Regions from separate parts of the Mus musculus genome. Here regions 1, 3, 4 and 5 are each linked to region 2. Evidence: chromatin contacts called from public HiCAR-type, HiChIP or PLAC-seq and Micro-C data. All regions are on one chromosome and are shown on one strand. The core of a region is the stretch at or near the end of the contact, and the rest is flanking DNA. Distances in the headings are between cores, read along the strand shown. Region 1 holds the start of Cmtr1 (cap methyltransferase 1). Region 2 holds the start of Glo1 (glyoxalase 1). Region 3 overlaps Mdga1 (MAM domain containing glycosylphosphatidylinositol anchor 1). Region 4 holds the start of Slc37a1 (solute carrier family 37 (glycerol-3-phosphate transporter), member 1). Region 5 holds the start of Ccdc167 (coiled-coil domain containing 167).

The links. Hi-C and Micro-C count contacts between places; a contact is called where the count stands out from the background. HiCAR-type assays count read pairs that join an accessible place to other places. HiChIP or PLAC-seq counts read pairs in DNA pulled down with a chosen protein or histone mark.
Region 1: a HiCAR-type map of astrocytes shows a contact between it and region 2, with 4 times the contacts expected there. The contact joins the promoter of Cmtr1 here to the promoter of Glo1 in region 2. A contact is called at or near these places in 9 of 39 promoter capture datasets (the 3T3-L1 cell line, 3T3-L1-derived adipocytes, the C10 cell line and 5 more) and 2 of 115 datasets of contacts at active chromatin or transcription factors (the NIH/3T3 cell line and astrocytes).
Region 3: a Micro-C map of the G1E-ER4 cell line shows a contact between it and region 2. The contact joins the enhancer-like site here to the promoter of Glo1 in region 2. A contact is called at or near these places in 1 of 15 datasets of contacts at CTCF or cohesin (the G1E-ER4 cell line), 1 of 484 Hi-C or Micro-C datasets (the G1E-ER4 cell line) and 4 of 115 datasets of contacts at active chromatin or transcription factors (astrocytes, embryonic stem cells, large pre-B cells and 1 more).
Region 4: a contact with region 2 is called in a FOXA1 HiChIP or PLAC-seq map of pancreatic cancer cells. The contact joins the promoter of Slc37a1 here to the promoter of Glo1 in region 2. A contact is called at or near these places in 2 of 39 promoter capture datasets (hippocampal neurons and liver) and 2 of 115 datasets of contacts at active chromatin or transcription factors (embryonic stem cells and pancreatic cancer cells).
Region 5: a HiCAR-type map of astrocytes shows a contact between it and region 2, with 4 times the contacts expected there. The contact joins the promoter of Ccdc167 here to the promoter of Glo1 in region 2. A contact is called at or near these places in 10 of 39 promoter capture datasets (the 3T3-L1 cell line, the C10 cell line, cranial neural crest and 5 more) and 4 of 115 datasets of contacts at active chromatin or transcription factors (astrocytes, embryonic stem cells, forebrain and 1 more).

What each region holds. Positions count from the first base shown.
Region 1 is chr17:29,658,440-29,662,231 of GRCm38.p6, reverse strand. Cmtr1 (cap methyltransferase 1) reads right to left here and starts at 1,637. Exons shown (of 24, transcript NM_028791.6): 1 at 1,461-1,637. All of the region lies in intron 7 of Gm28043 (predicted gene, 28043), which reads right to left.
Region 2 is chr17:30,610,516-30,614,401 of GRCm38.p6, reverse strand. Glo1 (glyoxalase 1) reads left to right here and starts at 1,743. Exons shown (of 6, transcript NM_025374.3): 1 at 1,743-1,934. The coding sequence starts at 1,851.
Region 3 is chr17:29,858,731-29,862,366 of GRCm38.p6, reverse strand. All of the region lies in intron 1 of Mdga1 (MAM domain containing glycosylphosphatidylinositol anchor 1), which reads left to right. Among named protein-coding and RNA genes, the nearest start is that of Mdga1, 28 kb to the left of the region's middle. Within about 2 kb of position 2,341, at least 38 of the 459 cell types and tissues checked have an H3K27ac peak or open chromatin away from gene starts, as enhancers often do. A contact at or near this core is called in the G1E-ER4 cell line, where this site is marked.
Region 4 is chr17:31,294,073-31,297,808 of GRCm38.p6, reverse strand. It overlaps Slc37a1 (solute carrier family 37 (glycerol-3-phosphate transporter), member 1), which reads right to left and starts at 1,585. Exons shown (of 20, transcript NM_001242427.1): 1 at 894-1,585. It overlaps Gm30139 (a long non-coding RNA gene), which reads left to right and starts at 2,948. Exons shown (of 3, transcript XR_001782201.2): 1 at 2,948-3,736.
Region 5 is chr17:29,715,004-29,718,891 of GRCm38.p6, reverse strand. It overlaps Ccdc167 (coiled-coil domain containing 167), which reads left to right and starts at 1,875. Exons shown (of 4, transcript NM_026782.2): 1 at 1,875-1,958. The coding sequence starts at 1,917.

The sequences.
Region 1 (3,792 bases), core at 388-2,887, 950 kb after region 2:
AAAAAAAAAAAAAAAAAGGACGAGGAGCTGGAGACATGTGTATGTCTTAAATTCAATTCCCAGCACCCACACCAGACAACTCGCAACTGCCTAGAACTCTAGCTCCAGGGAAACAGACACCTCTGGCCTATGCAGGTACCCACATGCCTATTTAAAACAGTCGAAAAAAATCTTTAAAAAAAAAAAAAAGAATTACAGGCCGGGCGTGGTTGTGCACACCTCTAATTCCAGCACTTGGGAGGCAGAGGCAGGCGAATTTCTGAGTTGGAGGCCAGCCTGGTCTACAGAGTTCCAGGACAGCCAGGGCTACACAGAGAAACCCTGTCTCAAAAAGTCAAAAAAAAATTACAAAATCTTCAGGAAAAGTAGTGTATTCAAAGAACTCAGAAAAGAGAAAAGACTTAAAAGTTGGAGGTACACTGGTATCTTTGGGGAACAGGGACGCTGGGATACAAGAACAGACTTCTCTGGCGTTTGAGTCAGACATATAGTTTTAAGACCATGTGTTGTTTTGACTATGAACTGATACTCAATATTGTCTATGAAAATCAGAGCCAGTTCAACTTATTTCAAAATATTTGCTGGGGTGGAGGGAGAATGAGCATCAGCAGTCGAGGTAAGAAAGTAATGGAATTTGAAGGGATATAGCAATCCCTCCCCTTGAAACCTAGCAAAAGGTTTCCGTATTTCCAGCCCGAGGATGAACCTGTGGACCCAATGTACGATCATCCCAATCTCAGGTGGCAATTTCCTAAGTGACAGTAGCAGTGCCTATTAGAGGAAAGCAGGAAAGCCAGGCGACTGAGCCAACAGAAAGCCAGGCCCGAGGAGCCACATTTTTACTTGACATCACAGATAGGTGAGCCTACTGGAAAGCTCATCGCTGAGGCTTCACAGCACATAAAATGGGTCTCATTTAACTCTTAAGTCGTCCCGGTGGGTGTGGGTGAAGCGGGGGTGGGGGGTGCCACTGGGAACTCAGTGTGGTCTGCGATGGGGCAAGTGAGAGAACAGGAAACAGCTTTGTAGAAGGGCAAGGCGGCAGATACGAACGTCCCCCTCCACCACAGCACCTTCGACTGGGGCCTCGCAGGGAATCCAAGCCAATCCTCTCATTTCCTCGGCCAGGGGAAGGCCAAAGGGCTATCGAGTGACCTACAATGGCAGACGCGCTGTGACCAGGCACTTCTAAGCGCTGCTAACCCCCGTATGCAGAGGGGAAAGAAGGGAACGCCATCTCCCCGACGGAGCTTCTCCTTTGGAAACGTCAGGTGTGATACTGTGTGCGCGGCGACCAGCAGCAGCGGCAACCTCGGCTCCGAGAGGTTGCTGGGGACAAGACAGGGGGCAGGAGCAGAGAGAGGCTACCCGAAAGCGGGCAAAGCGGCCGCCGCAGGGGAAGGATGCTGTGCCCGTGCGCCCGCCCGCTCGCACCCCCGGGGCCGCGCGCCTGCACTCACGCTGAGGGGATGGGGCGAGTAGCCGGCGAGCGGAGACGAGGGACCAGGCCGCCACTGTCGCCGCCCAGGCTGGCCCTGCAACCTCCTCCTCCCTCACTTTCGTTTTCCTCGCAGGGCCGGCTAGCTGCGCGGTCGCGCTCGGAACCCGCCCCGCGGGCGGCGCCGCTTGATAACGTCACGAGCCCGCCAGCCCCGCCCCCGCTGGGCTCAGGCTTGGCCCTGGGGAACTGCCCAGGTCGCACAGCGCGCAGGACCCGAGGCGCCTGCGCGGAAGGGGGACCGCGAAAGAATGGGGGGGCAGAGAAAAGCCACTAGGAAAATAACCCTTGTCTACTCTCGCCCTAAAGAAGGGAAATCAATACTTCACCTCAGTTTATTCATCTTGTTATGGATTACCTGAAGAAGGAAAACTCCCAAGATGTCTTAATAAATCATGTGGAGTCTTTATTATTTATTACCACCGGTGGGGCTGTCTCAGGCAGAGGAGCGGGAAGCACCCTCGGACCTCCAGTTTGTTCGACATTTTAAAGACAAGGACTGCAACTGTGATGTATACAGAAAGGCAGCTCCAAACATGTGCAACAAGCAAACATTGCTTTTTTTTTCTTTTCAGAAGCAGAGTGATAACAATTAAATGGTCAGGCAGTTAACCTTTAGGTCAGAATCACAATCACATGGTATAGAAATTTATGGCTGATCAAGAGACCAGTTTAGCATAAGATTTAATGACTGGTCGAAGTGACCGGAGACGAATTTTTGCCCAAAATAGTTTTAGCAATGAAAGTATTCTTAGGAGCTAGGTGGTAGTGTCGAACACCTTTAATGCCAGCACTCAGAAAGCAGAGACAGGCATATCTCTGTGAGTTCGAAGCCAGCCTAGTCTACATAGCTACTTCCAGGACAGCCAGGGATATATTGTAAGACCCTGACTTGGAAAGTGGGAAAAAAAAATCCTAGAAAGTGTTTCACAACATGGCGTAACTAGTTTGGTAGCTTACTACAGTATCGTCATTATATAGATTTAAGAATACAGTCAGAGGAGCCGGGCGTGGTGGCACACGCCTTTAATCCCAGCACTCGGGAGGCAGAGGCAGGCCTATTTCTGAGTTCGAGGCCAGCCTGGTCTACAAAGTGAGTTCCAGGACAGCCAGGGCTACACAGAGAAACCCTGTCTCGAAAAACAAAACAAACAACAACAACAACAAAAAAGAATACAGTCAGAGACACAAACTGGCCAAGGTCAAAGACCTGTTCCTGTTCCATAGGACATATTTAACATTGGACTAGGCATAGCTCAGTGTCAAGACTGTTCGTCCGGTACACACCAGATCCTAGATCTGATTCTCAATGCCTCAGACTAAAAGAAATAATGGCATCTGTGGCATTTGACCATATGCACTGAGATGGGCTGTAACTCTAACTCCTCTTCCCATTTTCAGACCAATATAACTTTGTTGGACATTCTCAGCTGCGTTTGTCTCTTAAACCCCGAGACTTCAAATGTCAACATATGTTCTCCCATAATGCTGCTTTTTTTAAAAAAAAAAAGGATTTTATTTTTATTTTATGTGTATGCGTGTCCTTCATGCACGTATGTATGTATGCCACATGCATATAGTACCCTTGTAAGCCAGAAGACAGCATCGGATCCCCTGGAACTTGAATTACAGATAGTTGTGGGTGCTGTGCTGAACCCAGGTCTGGAAGAGCGGTAAGTGCTCTTAACCCCTGAACCATCTCTGCAGCCCCTTTCCCAGGTGGCTGGCGCTATATGATTCAGTCTGTTTATTTGTCCAGAGATCTGATGAGTTTACCTTTTCTTCATTTCCCTGAAGCCAACAATGCACTTGAGACTTGAGTTCAAGTTTGCCTTCTACTTGTCAGGTAAACATCTCCTACCCTATCATACCTCATCCTCCCCCTCCCCTCCCCTCTCCCCCTTTCCAACCCTCCTTCTCCCTCTCTTACCCACCCCTAAAGCTTTTGCAGTAATCTCCAACTTATGATGCCTGTCTCCAAACACCTCTGTTTGAAGCTTTGTTTGTATTATCATGTGTGAGCCTATGGCAACCCATCAGTGACTCGACCCTGCCAGTGACTTCCCACTGCTCTTAGGATGACACCAATGTTCTCTAGGTGGCCTCAAAGCCCTTCAGCCTTGTCCTACTAGCCCATCACTTCTCACCCTCCTGGTGCCGTCTTTCTCAAACACCTTGTCCCTAGGGTTTCTCTCCCTGCTTTCTCTCAATGGACCATCATTTCCCTTCATGATGCTAATGACCACTTACCCCTCCAGTTTGAATGTAGTGATGATAGTAAAATATGCATTTTA
Region 2 (3,886 bases), core at 494-2,993:
TGTTATTTCATGTTATTTCATAGGTGTGGCTAGGCTGCTTAACCAAGCTCCAGGCTTCTGCCTATCTCTCTGGGACTACAGGCATGCACCACCGAGTTTTTTCTATAGATTCTGGGGATTTGAACTCAGGACTTTATGTCTGTTCAGCAGGCCCTTTATTAATGGAGCCAGAGCCTCAGCTAACTCATTTTATTTCTATTTGTGGAATCTATCCACTTTAGAATATGAATTTCTGGCAGATTTTTTTCATTTATGTCTCATAATCCAGTCTATGAAAATAATCACCTACCTAGTTTCCTACTGTTTAACAAGTACCTTTTGCCACTCTCTGCCCTGTCCCCTCCACCCCCCCTATTCAGCTGTTTCTTTTGTTTGTCACGTGGACTATAAGTATAATAATCTTTGTCTAGCGTAAATACTTAGCAGTGAGTCCTAGGATGGGCTCCCCTCAGCTCCACCAACTGCTGTCAAATAGGTTCCCCACAGGTTTCTAGTAATTTAGATTTCTGCCAGCTGTGCCTGTTGATTCCAGTGTTCTGCCTTCCACACTAACCATGATGGTTTTTACTTTAAAAACTTAACCTGAAGGCCTCGGAAGGGACTTCCCTATGTACTAGAAAACTGAAGTCAATTTTCACACACGGTGTTCTCTGTTTTGCAATCTGCCTGTTCTCCTCTTTGCCACTTTTTATTGGTTTGTATTTTTCATTGATCTGTAATTTTTTTTTACATATTCTGCACACAGAACCTATTATATTGGCCTTACATGTATATGACCTATACCTCTTTCTCCTAAGACCAGGTTTGTCTTCTTTATGTTCTGTTACATTAGAGTTATCAGTTCCTGTCACATTTCTCTCCCTAGTGTTAATCATGTGGTCATAGATAAACAAGAAGGAGGGGAGGGGATGAGAGAGGGAGAGATTAAGGAAAGATTCACCAAGAACCAAAGCTTCTTTAATTATTTTTAAGACTGAGTCACATGAAGCCCATTGTTGGCCTTGAACTCACTATGTAGCCCACACTGGCTTTAAATTTCCTACTTCTACCTCCCAATGACTGGGATTACAGATGTGAGCCACCATACCTGTACCATTCACCACATTTTAAAAGCTAATTTTAGATAAGACATCCCATCAGTTTTGTCTACACACATACTCTGTGTGTAGAAGTGAGTCATTAGAATCCCATTCAAACTCAGGTGGTTTGTGTATACTGCATAGTCAAACCACAGTTATTCGGTTCTACACACATTTTCTACATACATTCTCTACACACATTCTCCAAGGAGGCTCTGGGAAGACCAGTAAGTACCCCATGCTCCCCGGGCAAAAATATAGTGGAAGAAATACTTAAACTTAGCTGCTTGAAAACAAAAACAAAATCCTAAATTCGAATGGTTTTCAATTATCCTGGCTTCAGGTTCTTATACAATTTTTAAAAAGATTAACACCCAGTTCAAGCTCTCATTATTCTAAAAAGCGTAATTTCCACCAGGCTGAAATTTTCTATGAGGTTGCCGCCCCGAGGAATGGGTAGTTTTCAAGTTTTGTAATTATAAGCAAAATCAGGTTCCTAACACTTTTTTTTTTTTTTTTTTTTAAGAGTTGCCACTATTGTGCACAATGGCATTCTGGAAAATGTAGTCTCGCCATGCTGAACCAGACTCACTGGAATCCAATCAGCAGACAGCCAACAGCCATGTGCACCGTGGTTGGCTGGGAGCCGCGTCCGCCCGCCCCTTGGCCTGTCACTCAGCCGACTGCAAAGGCGTCCCCCGGGCCTTGTGGAGCGTGTGGTCCGCTGGCCTGTTTGCTACTAGGGCAGGTTGGTGATTCTCCAGGGCAGCCATGGCAGAGCCACAGCCGGCGTCCAGTGGCCTCACTGATGAGACCGCTTTCAGCTGCTGCTCCGATCCAGACCCTAGCACCAAGGTGGGTGACAGGGCCTCCTTTTCGGCGGCTGGAGCGACCTGGGGCTCTGGCCCTGCCTGACGGAATCCTAACCCGGTCTGGCCGCTGCTTGCATGTCGGCCGGCTGACGGCGCAGTGGAGTGAGCTGGAAAGAGGGCGATGGGGGCAGGGGCGGGGGGACAGTGCAGAGGGATCCCCATCTTCAGAAAGTTATTTCAAAACTTGTAAACGCCCCCCAGAGTGCGTTAACTTGTTTATTTTGGGCACGGTGTCTTGAAGCCAGGGCGATTCAGGGTCAGATTCCGTGTCTGTGGGTGCAGTTATCCTGGCTTAGGCGCCATGTCCCTTTAGACGGGCAGGCACTTTCAGAACTTGTATAGCTCAAGGGGCCCCTCTGTAACTGGTCCCTCTCAGCCGTACTCTTTTTCGTAGTCGCCTTGCCGCCAGGGTTCACTCCTCCAAACTACTGCGGTTGCTCGAATTTAACTGCCTTTGCTTGCTTGGCTTTGCCATTGCTCAAGTCCACACTTCTGTCCACCAAGAGTCTCTGGAGAGATTACAGATAATAAATAGGACCTCGACTTGGAGGGAATCTTAGACACTTTTCTTCGGACCCTTTCGTTTTGTAGTTACAACCAGTAAGGAGCTTAACCGATGGCATTGAAAAACTTTCCCTTAAACACGGCTGTACTTACAGTAAAGTAGGCAAGACTCATTCAGGTGTGGTCCCTGCCTCTGCATGGCCAAAAGTTAGACGTGGTGGCTGACGGAGGAATTTATTCCTGTATAGTCATCCGTGCCAGTAAACACCTATATTCAATTAGGTGCTGCATCATTGTGAATTCCTGGATTGAATGTGGGCTTTATGCAGACCTCTAGGAGGGGCAGATAGATGGTGAAGACTTTGGTCCCTGCTTGTTCTTTGCCTTAAGGGCAAACAAGAGTCAGACATACTGTAATTGCCAAAGCTTTTGACTAGCACCAGGTGTGTACTTAGGGACACTCTTAGTCACTACAAAATTAAGGCAGGAAGGAAAGGCCGAATACAGGCACACTCACACACACTTCTCCCCATTCCTTCTATTTACCCATACATAACCTTAGTATGCATTTAATTTTTTAACATTGTGTGTGTGTGTGTGCATGCGTGTGTACGTCAGTGAACAACTTTCTCTCCATATTTGTGGGTATTGGGAAATTCAGGTCTTTGCCTTGGCAGCTGAACCATATCGTTGATCTCCTAGATATTTTATACACTATAAATTGGTTCATTCCATGTGAATTGGTTTCCTACATTACTGAAAATTTGTTCATCCATCCTTCCCTCCCCCCCACTCTCTCTCTCTCTCTCTCTCTCTCTCTCTCTCACACACACACACACACACACACACACACACACACACACATTTTCTTGTTTAGACAGGGTCTCACTATGTAGCTTTGCCTGTACTGGAACTTGCTGTATAGACCAGGCTGGCCTCAAACTTACAGAGATCCATCTGCCTGTTTCCCAAGTGCTGAGATTAAAAGATTAAAACTCTTGCTGGGCTATGTGCTATTTTCTACAAAGCACACCCGGATTCTGGGTATTGTTCTGTGTCAGTTGACTCCCTAGGTAACTGGGGATTTTAGGTAGCAGGCTGTTCAAACTGTAAGACTCTAGGGCCTGGGAATGTGGTGTGGTAGGGAGCATGCTTGACTTTGAATTCAGTGCTTAGCAGCAGCAACAACAACCAACAAACCCAATAAAACAAACAAACAAACAAACAAACAAACAAAAACTGAATGAATGAATGAATGAATGAACTAGAAATCTCAGGGAGATCCTTTTTTTTATAAAGATGAGAGTACACTGTTGCTGTCTTGCTGTCTTCAGACACACCAGAAGAGGGCATCAGATCTCATTACAGTAGTTGTGAGCCACCATGTGGTTGCTGGGACTTGAACTCAGGACCACTGGAAGAGCAGCCAGC
Region 3 (3,636 bases), core at 1,092-3,591, 750 kb after region 2:
CATCAGATCTCATTACAGATGGTTGTGAGCCACCATGTGGTTGCTGGGAACTGAACTCAGGACCTCTGGAAGAGCAGTCAGTGCTCTTAACCTGAGCCAGCTCTCCAGCCCATTTTTATTGTTTCTTACGTTGAAGTAGAACTTAGTGTGTTAGTCACTGTGACACAATACCTGAGACATTCAACTTAAGAGTTGAGAAAGGTTTGCTCTGGCTCATGGTTATTACAAATGCATACCACCACGAGCAGCTTTTTTTTTGTTGTTTTGTCTAAAACAAACAAACAAACAACCCCATGAGTTATGGGGATTAAACTCAAATCCAAATCCTCACAAGTACAAGACAGGCACTTAAATGACTGATGTGTGAACTCAACCATGCCCAGCTCTGCTTTGAGACAGGATCTCGAATAGCCCCAGGCTAGCCTCAAACTCTACGTACCCAAGAATGACCTTGAAGCGGTTCAATCTCCTGCTTCTGCCTCCTAAGTGTGGGGTTCATGCCTGGTTTTATGTAGTGCCTGGGAACAAATTCAGGGTTACACGAGTGATAAGCAGGTCCATACAAATCAAGCCACAGCCTGAGTCCCTTTATCAAAGGCCTTCCATTAAGTTCCATTAAGTTAGTATCCTTATGATCCGGTCACCTCTTGCCATAGCTGGGGACCAAGCTTCCAACACACGAGCCTGTCTGAGAGAAGCACGTCCTATCCAAACCTGAACAGACAGGGTGAACGTCCAAACAGATACCTTGCCACCACGGAACCGGTATTCAGACCCAGCTAGCTTGTATCCCACCTTCCCCGGGACATTCTGGTATTCCCTTCCCAGTGAATAATACCTTGTCTACCCAAGGCAGTCACCGCCAAACCTCTGTCGCTACAAGGTTAGCTTTCGCAGTTCTGAATTTTGAACAAATGAAACCATGCGTTATAGACACGTCTGTGCCTGGGTTCTGTCAAGTCATGCCTGGGAGGATTGGCAGGGATGGCCTGGCCATTGTTCCTTTCTTTCACATTTGCTGAGGATGCGTTGTGTAAAAATACCAGCGTGAGCTGAGGAGATGGCTTAGGGGTGGGGATGGGGTAAAACCCAAGCCATGCATGGCTGAGTGCTCCAGTTGAATCCTTAGAACAATAGTGGACAATAGTGGACAATTTGGACACAATAGTGGGAGAGCATCATCCCAAGGTGCCCTTACTGGGAGAGGGGAGCAAAGACAGGAGAATTGCCACAAGTTCTATGTCCAACAGCCTGCAGTATATAGCTGATAGACACTGCCTGCTGTTCTGTTTGTTTGTTTATTTTTTTTAAAGATTTATTTATTTTATGTATGTGAGTACACTGTTGCTGTCTTCAGACACATCAGAAGAGGGCATGGGATCCCATTACAAATGGTTGTGAGCCACCATGTGGTTGCTGGGATTTGAACTCAGGACCTCGGAAGAGCAGTCGGTGCTCTTAACCTCTGAGCCATCTCTCCAGTCCCCCCTTTTTTGGTTGTTTTTGTTTTTGTTTTCAGACAGGGTCTCTTTGTATAGCCCTTGACTGACATAGAACTTACTATGTAGAGCAGGCTGGCCTCGAACTCACAAGGCTCTGCCTGCCTCTGCCTCCCCATTGCTCTATACAAGCACACACCATCACACTGGGTCCCCCTTTACCACTCTTGACAGCCTCACGACTTGATTATGAGGGGTTTTTGTTGTTGTTGTTGTTGTTGTTATAAGAAGAAAAGTCACTTAGATGATTTTGTTTTAAAGAAATGGTTTATTTGTAATTATGGGTATGTGTGGTGGTGGTGGGGCAAGTATATGCATGTGGATTCTGGGAACTGGACTCAGGCCCTCTGAAAAAGTAGTGCATGCTTTTAACCACGAAATATCTCCAGCCCCTTGGGAGATGCTTGGACCTGCTGTGTGATTGCCTTGAGAGCTCATTCTTGTTACATCCATCCCCAAGAGAACTATGGGACCGTGGGCCACACAGCTGTTTAGCATTCATAAGTGTGGCTCAGATCTCTTGCAGTGTACTCTACCATATGAGACTCAGATCTTCTTAGTAGCTAATGTTGGCCAAGGGAGATGGGCCATCCTAATGATGTCATCGGTGATGGCTGCTCCCTGCCCGCCTTCAGTGAGGAAGCTACAGGCTCTGCTTGTGACTGCTGGCCGGGGCCCCACACCTGGCCCAGGCTGGCTGTGCCCTGAGCGTGTGCAGCTTTGTAACTCTTTTCCGTCGTTCCTTATCAGCCACCAAAACCCCTGTCATTACAACACCGCTTTGCTGTGGGCAAGCCACAGCGTCCAAGATTATAGCTTATCTTCCATTGAAGCCTGTTCAACCGATGTCTTCCTTGTCAAGAGGCACCCCGGGCTTCCTGCAGACATCCATGCAGCCTCCTGGTCTTATCAGCAACCAGCATGCATGACATCTCTTGGTAGCTTGTTGCTTGATGAGGTTTCCTGGGGACCTGGGCCAAAGATATCTATCTCTTATGTGTACAGTTGACGGTTGCACATTTTTATGGCATGGTGACAGCGACAGGCCCGTTCCCTGGAGGACAGTGTGTGTTTTACACAGGCACCGCGCACACGCTGATTACAAAATCAATAGCAAGTTGAAAAGACCTCCGAGATCATCCATCCATTTTCCTCCTCTAGGTGGGGAAACAGGCTCAGAGAGGTGACTCCAATTGCCCAAAGACACACAGCTTATCTTTTAAATGTTGATCCTTGCTACAGAGACGTCAGCCTGGGCTGAATGAGATCCTCTTTCAAGTTCTTGACCTGCTGACTGATGGCCTCTGGGAATAGTGCTCTGGTTAGATCTGTCCCATCTGTGTTGATGGCGGGCACATCTTTTGAACCTGTGGCAATCCTGTTTTTCATTCATCATGTTCATACTCCCCACCATGTAAGTTCTAGGAGCTGGCTGCATCTCCATTTCAGAGACAGGTAAACTAAGGCCCAGACATCACCACCGTTCTTCTTGGATGACACTCAATGTGGGATTCACCTCTGGCCACTAGAATGGGTCTTCTTTGTGCTTTGAAGTCTGAGGCAAATGCAGCTCTTCCACAGAGCCTCCCAGGAGCCCCCGCAGCAGCTAATGCTTTCTGTTCCCAGGAATCCTTGTGAAATCACTCCTTCTCAACATGGGGTCTGGTGTAGGGGCCAAGATGAGGCCTATGTACCACCATCCTGTACACTCTGGATCCACACGCATGCGTGCACACACCTTCACATATGTACTCAAACACAGACACATCACATACACACACATATGCAAATTAAATTGAAAAAGCAGAGGCTGAGAGGGTAGAAGTGAGTATAGGCATGTGATCTGCTCATCTGATAGGTATGTGGCCTCAAGAGAAATTGAGGTAGGCAGCCAAGCAAAAATGGGGTTTAGGAAGTTTAGGCTTAGCCTGTCCCTAGGGGGAGCCCAAGAGCTAGAACAGCCATGGCCAGTCCTCCCTCTGTGTGTGTGTGTGTGTGTGTGTGTGTGTGTGTGTGTGTGTGTGTGAGAGAGAGAGAGAGAGAGAGAGAGAGAGAGAGAGAGAGAGAGAGAGAGAGAGAGATAGGAAATGGGTTACCCGAGCTCCTCCATGAGCCATTAGTAACAAAGGAGGATGGG
Region 4 (3,736 bases), core at 336-2,835, 680 kb before region 2:
TAGCCCAAGGAAAGTAGTTAAAGTAGTTTTTAAATGTCACCTCTTAGAAACTCCCAGTGAATTTCAGCCCATTAGAGAAAAGGACAGGAAGGCAGTGTGATCATTGGACAGGGAAAGGAGAGCAATTAGGAGTTTTTCCATGGTGAGGCAGCACCCGACCAGGCTCAGGAGCACACAGAGAGCCCAGCCAAGCAAGAGTTGAGGGACGGACAGACACACCCACGATCCTCCCAGCTACCGGGCTCTGAGCTACCCAGAACCCATCAACCCTTCAAGGAGACTCAGGAGTGGGTGGGAGTTAGCAAAAGCAAGAGCAATGCCCCAAGGGGGGTTTTCCAGTCTTTAGCACACAGGCAACATCAAGGCAGCCTAAGGCAACCTGTCAAAATGATGGCACTTTATAAAAGGGCAAACCTGGGAACCAAACTCCCTCCAAAAGCTTCAAGAGTTTTGTTTTAAACCAAGACAAACACTAACTCCTCTAATCGAGCCCTTTCTAAGCGTTTAAAGGCTCCATTGGCCGTGGGAGATAAACAGAAACTGTTATTTTCACTTGTCCTGAGCTTAAATACAAGGAGTCAGAATTCTATCCACCATAGCTCTTAGCCCACTCACAGCAAACAACGCACCCCGGGTGTTCTCCACCGAACCAGACCTGTAACAATACTCCCAGGAACTCAGGGTGCAAACAGGACCCCCAAAAGAGGGAATTCTGTGTAAAGCCGAATAATATATTTACCAACTCGCCCAACTTCACGCAATTTAAGTTCCAGGGCGAGAAGGCAGGTAGGGAGGCAGGCAGGTGCAGAGAGCTCTAAAGACCAGGAAAAAGCACCTTAAGAATTTAAACCAAGAGCAAGGGGAGGGTCTTCCGTTCAAATGCAAATCTTTACCTGCGGGCCACCAAGATCCTTGGGTGGACCCTAAGTGCGCGGAGCTGGGGGACTTTTCCGGTGGTTTAAACCCTTTATTACCGCCCAGACGGTGGCTGTCACTGCGTTGGCCACAGAGCCCGGGCTCCGGGAAGCAGTTCTTTTAGCAAACAAACAACCGGAGCCCAGGGTGCTGGCTGAGAGCTTTCCCAAGGGCTTTGCGAGCCGGCTCCTCCTCCCAGGTCCTACAGCCGCTTGGCCGGGTGGTGAAGGCTACAGGCACGCCCACGTCCCCTACGAGCGGCAGCAGACAAAGCGCTGGGTCTCCGGCAGGCGTCTTCTCACAGCTGTCACTCGCGGCCTGGGGCCGGGAGGGGACCCAGCATCACAGCTAGGCGACCCCAGCCCCCGGGTCTCAGGGAACCTTTTGCTTCCACTTTCCCCGGGAATTCAACGTCACCAGCACCGGATCGCCCCCGCACTGTCTCTCAAGGCCACTCTAGGAGCCCTTACTTCAAAGACGTCCCACTCTAGGAAAAGCGCTTGGTTTGTCCCCGGCTCTCCAGCCACACAGCAGAGGGAGACAAACGGCGGAGAGGCCGAAGCGGGGCCCACGGCAGGTGCGTGGCGGCTGGCAGGTGAGCGCCGCTGGGGAGGGTCCTCCGTTGTCCCCGCGCCTACCTGCGCTCCGCAGCCCGCGTCGCGTGCTTCCTGCCGTCGACTTCCTGGAGCGGCCGCCCTTTCACTTTCCCGGCCCTGTGAACGCCGACCCTGTGCGGCTCCTCCCTCTCCCGCGCGCCCCCTGACCCCGGCCCCGCGCGCGCCCAAGGGATGCTCAGATCGCACACAGCCCGGAGATGCTCAGCTGGAGCATCCTCTAGCTGTTCCTGGGTCCCCACACCTGCCTGTCATGCTCTCCTAGGCCCCGCAGGACGCCGGGCTCTTACTGGCATGGTGCCCAGCAGCCAAACGCTAGCTCCTAGGGGACCTCACCACCACCAGGCTTTTGTCCCCGAGGCGGACCTTACTAATGCCAGCGACATAGACAAGTTCCGAGGTAAAGATTTGCTCCCTCGGAGTCCTGGACTGAGGATGGCCTCTCTCGGCCTACCACATCAAGTGTCAAGAGTCAAGAGCATCCGGTATGCTACAAATGGAGCTGGCACACGCCTGGTACCGCACCTGTGTCAGTGTGATAAATGGCTTGCATGGTTAAGTCCTGAAGGCCAGCCACCCCGGTCATGAGAAGTGCCCTGGCACACAGCTTCCTGGTCAATTCCGGATAATTATCTTTCAAACCCCACACCTCCTGCCAAGAATTGATCCTGGAAAGTCCGGGAAGGGCCTGATTACTTTTCTAAAGGGCATCTGCCTCACGCCTCCACGTGTCGGCCTGGCCTGGCATCCAAAGCCAGTCCTGCCGCTCAGCCCCCTGCCGCAGATCAGCACCTGCCTGGAACAGCAAAACCAGGCAGGAAAACAACTTCCTAGGAACACCCACTGGGTAAAACCGTGCCTAAACCAAAACCAACCCGATGCATGAACAGAGAGAGCCAGGGCGAGGGTGAGGAGTGTTTGGCGGGGGTAACTAGCGCCCTCTTCAGACTGGTTGGTGTACAGGCGGCCCACAGCTTCACTCTCCTCCCCACAGCCCACCCGCGCCACAAGCGCGAACGCAGTCTGCTGAATTGGGGAAGGCCCAGCCATACTTCTATCTACAGGCTTTTGAGAAGTGTTCTGTACCCTACAAGCAAAGTTGACTTCCTGTTTGAGCCACCTGCACCCACATCTCATATAGAAGTGGCCGGGGAACTCTGGCCACTCTACCCTGTTCCTTTGGCTAGATGTTTCCCACCCCACCCCCCTTTTTTTCCTCCCTAACTCTCCATTCCTTGTAGGCAGCAACTCAAGTGGACGCTTACATCTACTCTAGGCGCCTCCTCCCCATGTCACTAGTTCTCAGGCCTGCCATCACCAAGCTTGCTCAAGAGTCCCTTGCCCTTATGCCTGTGTTCCGTGGTTTTGTTTTGTTTTCTGTAGCTGCCCCAAACTACCCCAGCCAAAGTAAAATTTGAGCTCCCCAACTTGATTGACCACTTTTAGAAGGCCTTTCCTTACAACAGAGAACACAGCCTCCCGAGGAAGCTGAGACAGGACCCTGAGGCCAATTGCTCAGCCGAAGAGCCTCAGAAAAACTTCCGGGTTTTTCAGTTCCCAAGAACGAGACTTTCCACATTAGTTAGTTAGGATTTCTTTTCTGAGTCTGTGGTTTTTGAGTGAGCTCAGACTTTGAGAATTGTTGAAATAGAAAGAATTTGAGATATCGTCTCTAGATTCTGTTTAAAAATAACCTAGTGAGGCCAGTTTACCTCCCAGACTCTAGGGGGCGCAGGATCTCTCTCTCTTTCTCTCGTTTTTCATTTTTCAAAACAGGGCTTCTCTGTGTAGCCCTGGGACTCACTCTGTAGACCAGGCTGGCCTCGAGCTCAGAAATCCGCCTGCCTCTGCCTCCCAAGTGCTGGGATTAAAGGCCTGCGCCACCACTGCCCAGCTAGAAAAACCTCGCTTAAGACAGTGAAACAGTTATGGGATTTTTTTTTCTTCCACAAATAAAGAAAAACCAAAATGACAATTTTCGCACAGATACTGGAGTCAGCCAGAAGGAGTCTGATGGCCTGTGTAGAGAGAGCATTTGCTGAAAATGCCAATCTTAGAATCTTAGTTAAGTAAGATTACATTTGCTTATTCCTTCACATAGGACGAGGTATATGCTGTGGATATACCTACACTTTCCTAGAAACATGACACATCGGAGCGATCCTGTTATTTTTGGTCATAGCCACTGCATTTGCAGGCTATGTACT
Region 5 (3,888 bases), core at 626-3,125, 900 kb after region 2:
CACCTCCCCTGGGCCAGCGCCTGTGATAATTGGGAAGCAGAGTCTGTTTTTTCTGGGACGGAACCAATGCTGGAAGGGTTGTTGATTGACAGCTGATAGACAATGTTCTCGAGGAAGATTTTCTTGTGCCGGGTGTTAAGCTGAGAACTGCACTAAACAACTTCAGCAGCCTGCGTCCTGTTCAGGTAGAATTTACTACCTGTTCCCTCTGCAGGTCGCAGTCAGGCAGCCAAGTGAGATGGTATCTCAGGTCCCTTCCAGCCCCATCACTCAAGGGCTCTATCATGAAGAAAACACAGATCTGAAAAAAATTTTTTTTCTCCTCCAAACACTGAGGTGGGGTTATTATTCACATAGAGAAACGGACTCGGGAGTGGAGATAAGTGGGTAGAAACAAGGAGCTTCGATTCTGGTCTCATCATCTCTGACCTAGTAATTCCACGGGGGCAAATTTATCTTTAGAAAGAGACACGGAAGGACAGAGCTGTGTGTGCACACAGGCCTGCTCTGTTCCCGAAGCAGAGAGGCCCTGCGGTGTGAGATAATATCCAGTACAAGAATGGAACGTAGGTACCTGAGGGATCTATGGCAGCTTTTTGAACCACATCCCCACTCTTTCAGACAACATCTATCTACTTTTAGTTTTTTTGCCATACCACAATTTTTTAAAAATTAATTATTATTATTATTATTATTATTATTAAGGTTTCACTGTTGTCCAGGCTGATTTCAAAACTGTGGACTCTAAATGATGCACCACCTCACTATCCTAAATAATTGAGACTACTCATATGTCCACCATGCTCAGCTAACTTTTTTCTTTTAATAAAAAAAACAAAAACAAAAAAACCATAGCACTTCACAGATGCTAAAGGTACTGACTTGTAGCTAGAGAAAGTACCCAAGATGCTGAAGGGGTCTGCAACACTATAGGTGGAACAACAATATGTACTAACCAGTACCCCCCGGAGCTTGTGTCTCTAGCTGCATATGTAGCAGAAGATGGCCTAGTCGGCCATCATTGGGAAGAGAGGCCCCTTGGTCTTGCAAACTTTATATGCCCCAGTACAGGGGAATGCCAGGGCCAAGAAGTAGGAGTGGGTGGGTAGGGGAGCAGGGCGGGGGGAGGGTATAGGGAACTTGCAGGATAGCATTTGAAATGTAAATTTTAAAAATATCTAATTAAAAAAATGAAAAAGAAAAGGTACTGACTTGTAAAACTTTGGTGGCAGCTCTATGTCTATGTCCTGTGGTAGGGTTATAGTCAAAACATCTCCAAGTCCAAGGTCTAAACACTCTAAAATCCTAAGCATGAACAAGCCTCTAAAAGAAAGCCAGAAGCCCAGGTAAGACCTAGGAATCTCAGGCTAATATGGTGTGCTGCGAGCCTTCTTCATGCCTTCCGTGATGTCTGCAGGCTGTTCTCATTTCACCAGAAAACAAGCTAATGCGAAAGAACACAGGACAGAAAGGATTAACGGTGCAAGACCATATTAGATCCCAAAGGGCAGAGCAGTTCAAGTTGGGACTGAAGGGCCAGGGCTTGCAGGCTGAGCCTTGCAGGAGCAAGAACATTTGAACGAGGATAGCCTAAAAAACGGTGCAGGGATGCCCTGAGGGATGCAAGAAGGAAGATGTTTGAAAAGAAAGAAGGAAGTTAAGATAAAAGCTCTCAAGTACGTAAAGAGGTCTCCACTCACGGGTAGACCTGAAACTGCTTCCCTGCACATCTTATACCCGGAGGCCGCCCCTCACAAACATGGCCGCTGCAGGATGGACGCGCCCCTTAACAAGATGGCGACGCAGAAGTCCCGCCTCCTTCCTCTGCACCGACCAATGAAAAAGAAGCACGAGGTCCTGCGCGTGCGTAGTGCGACTTAATGGGCTGGTCCAGCGCGGAAAAGACAGCAAGCAATATGACTAAAAAGAAGCGGGAGAATCTTGGTGTCGCTCAGGAGGTGAGGGGGAGAAGTCGGGTTCGAGTCACGTGGTTAGTCACTGTGTTCCGACGCAGGGGCGTCGATCGGCCCGGCGGCTGCGACGTCGAGGGTCAGATGGAGGAAGCGAGGGCGACGTGGCTTTGGGAGAGGCTGTGAAGGGAGGTGAAGGGTCACGATGAGGAAGGCAGGGATGGAGCTGAGAACCATCAGCTCCATCCCTGGTCAGGGGAGTCCCAAAGAAGACAGGCCATAGTGGGTATTCTAAAAGGAGAGACTCGGAGACTAAGGGAGACTTTAGCAGAAAGAGACAGGTGGGAACCAAAGGTGTTCGGGACTTGTAGGTGAGGGACCACCATGGAGCTAATAAGACTCCAGGGTGAGTGCGAGGCTATTATTCAGTATACTGCTAGTGGCTTAAACGTCTCCAGAGAGGGGAAGTTTTTCCTGTGGGGTATCAGCCTTGTAGCTTGAGGATCTTTGGAAATCTGCAGAGATTCCTAGAATTGGTGTTTGGGAAGGCCTTTAAAATAGTTTGTCATGCATGGAAAAAAAGCCGTCTGATGCATGTTTCGTTTGCATGTTCAATGAATTGTTGCATGTCTGTTATGCTCGTATAGACGAGGGAACTGAGGGTCTACGTGGAACTCAGGACATAGGTGGCACATGGTTATAGTCCCAGGGCTCAGAGATCTAAGCCAGCCTGGGATACAGAGCAACACTGCAAGGAAACGAAAAGGCGGAAGCCAGCTTAAAGTGGTGAAGGTGATAGAGCAGGGAATAATGCTCAGGTGGGCTTCCTGGAAGTGGGGACTCGTTTCCTCTCCCTTACAACGAAGGCATGTTCAGCCTGGGCCCTTGGGCCACTGGTGTTCCAGTACATCTAGGAATGTGATACAGCATGCTTGTAGATGACAGCATCAGGCTTCAATGTCAAAATATTGGACGCCCTCGAGGCATCCTCCCAGAGGTTACTTATCTCCTCAGTGATCCCTTTTTTGTTTGTTTGTTTGTTTGTTTTTTTCAGACAGGATTTCTCTGTGTAGTCCTGGCTGTCCTGGAACTCACTCTGTAGACCAGGCTGGCCTCGAACTCAGAAATTCGCCTGCCTCTGCCTCCCAAGTGCTGGGATTAAAGGCGTGTGCCACCATGCCTGGCTGCATTTTTGTTCTCTTTAGTGGTGGTTTGCTACTTTGAGGGATCCGTAAGCACCGCGCTGACGTGCTGTCTAGTGCTCCAGGACTGTGATGGGGCTTAGAGCGACAATCGGTTTGTTACATAAACCATTTTTCAGGTGTGGAACAACTCAGTATTATGTGGTCCTTTGGGCAGTGAGTTCAACGCTAATGAGAACTGTACGTTTATTAAATAAGATCTCTTTAACAGAAGTACACACCAGAGAACATTGTATGAGTTGATGATAACGTTGACCAGAGCATTATGGAAGCCCAGCCCACTTCAGTATTTGTTAATGAATGTTATCTCAGTTTTAAAGAATATAAGTACTGGGGTTGGAGAGAAGGTTCAGTAGTTAAGAGCACGGGCTGTTCTTGCCTCTCCGGACACCAGATATGTATGTGGTGCACAAACATATAAGCAAAACATTCGTAAGAACTCGTATGGCTAGTTCTGGTGACATAATGCCTGTAACCCAGCACTTGGGAATCAGGGGAAGATCACAAAACCTTCATAGCTCAACCCTTGCTACATGTGATCCTGGCTCAAATACACAAACAAAAAGTATAGCAATCACATAATCAGTCTGTCTTAATATGAAGGTGGCCGTGGGCAGTGTGACTGTAGCAGCTCCGGTGAGACCTCATTTAAAGCTAATTGTGTGCTTAGGCGGCTGAGGTAGGAAGCTCGTGAGTTTAAGGTCAGCGTAGACAATAGTGAGAAAACCAAAACCCACTTCTTCGTAAGAAGAGGAGGTGGCATATATTCTGTCCAC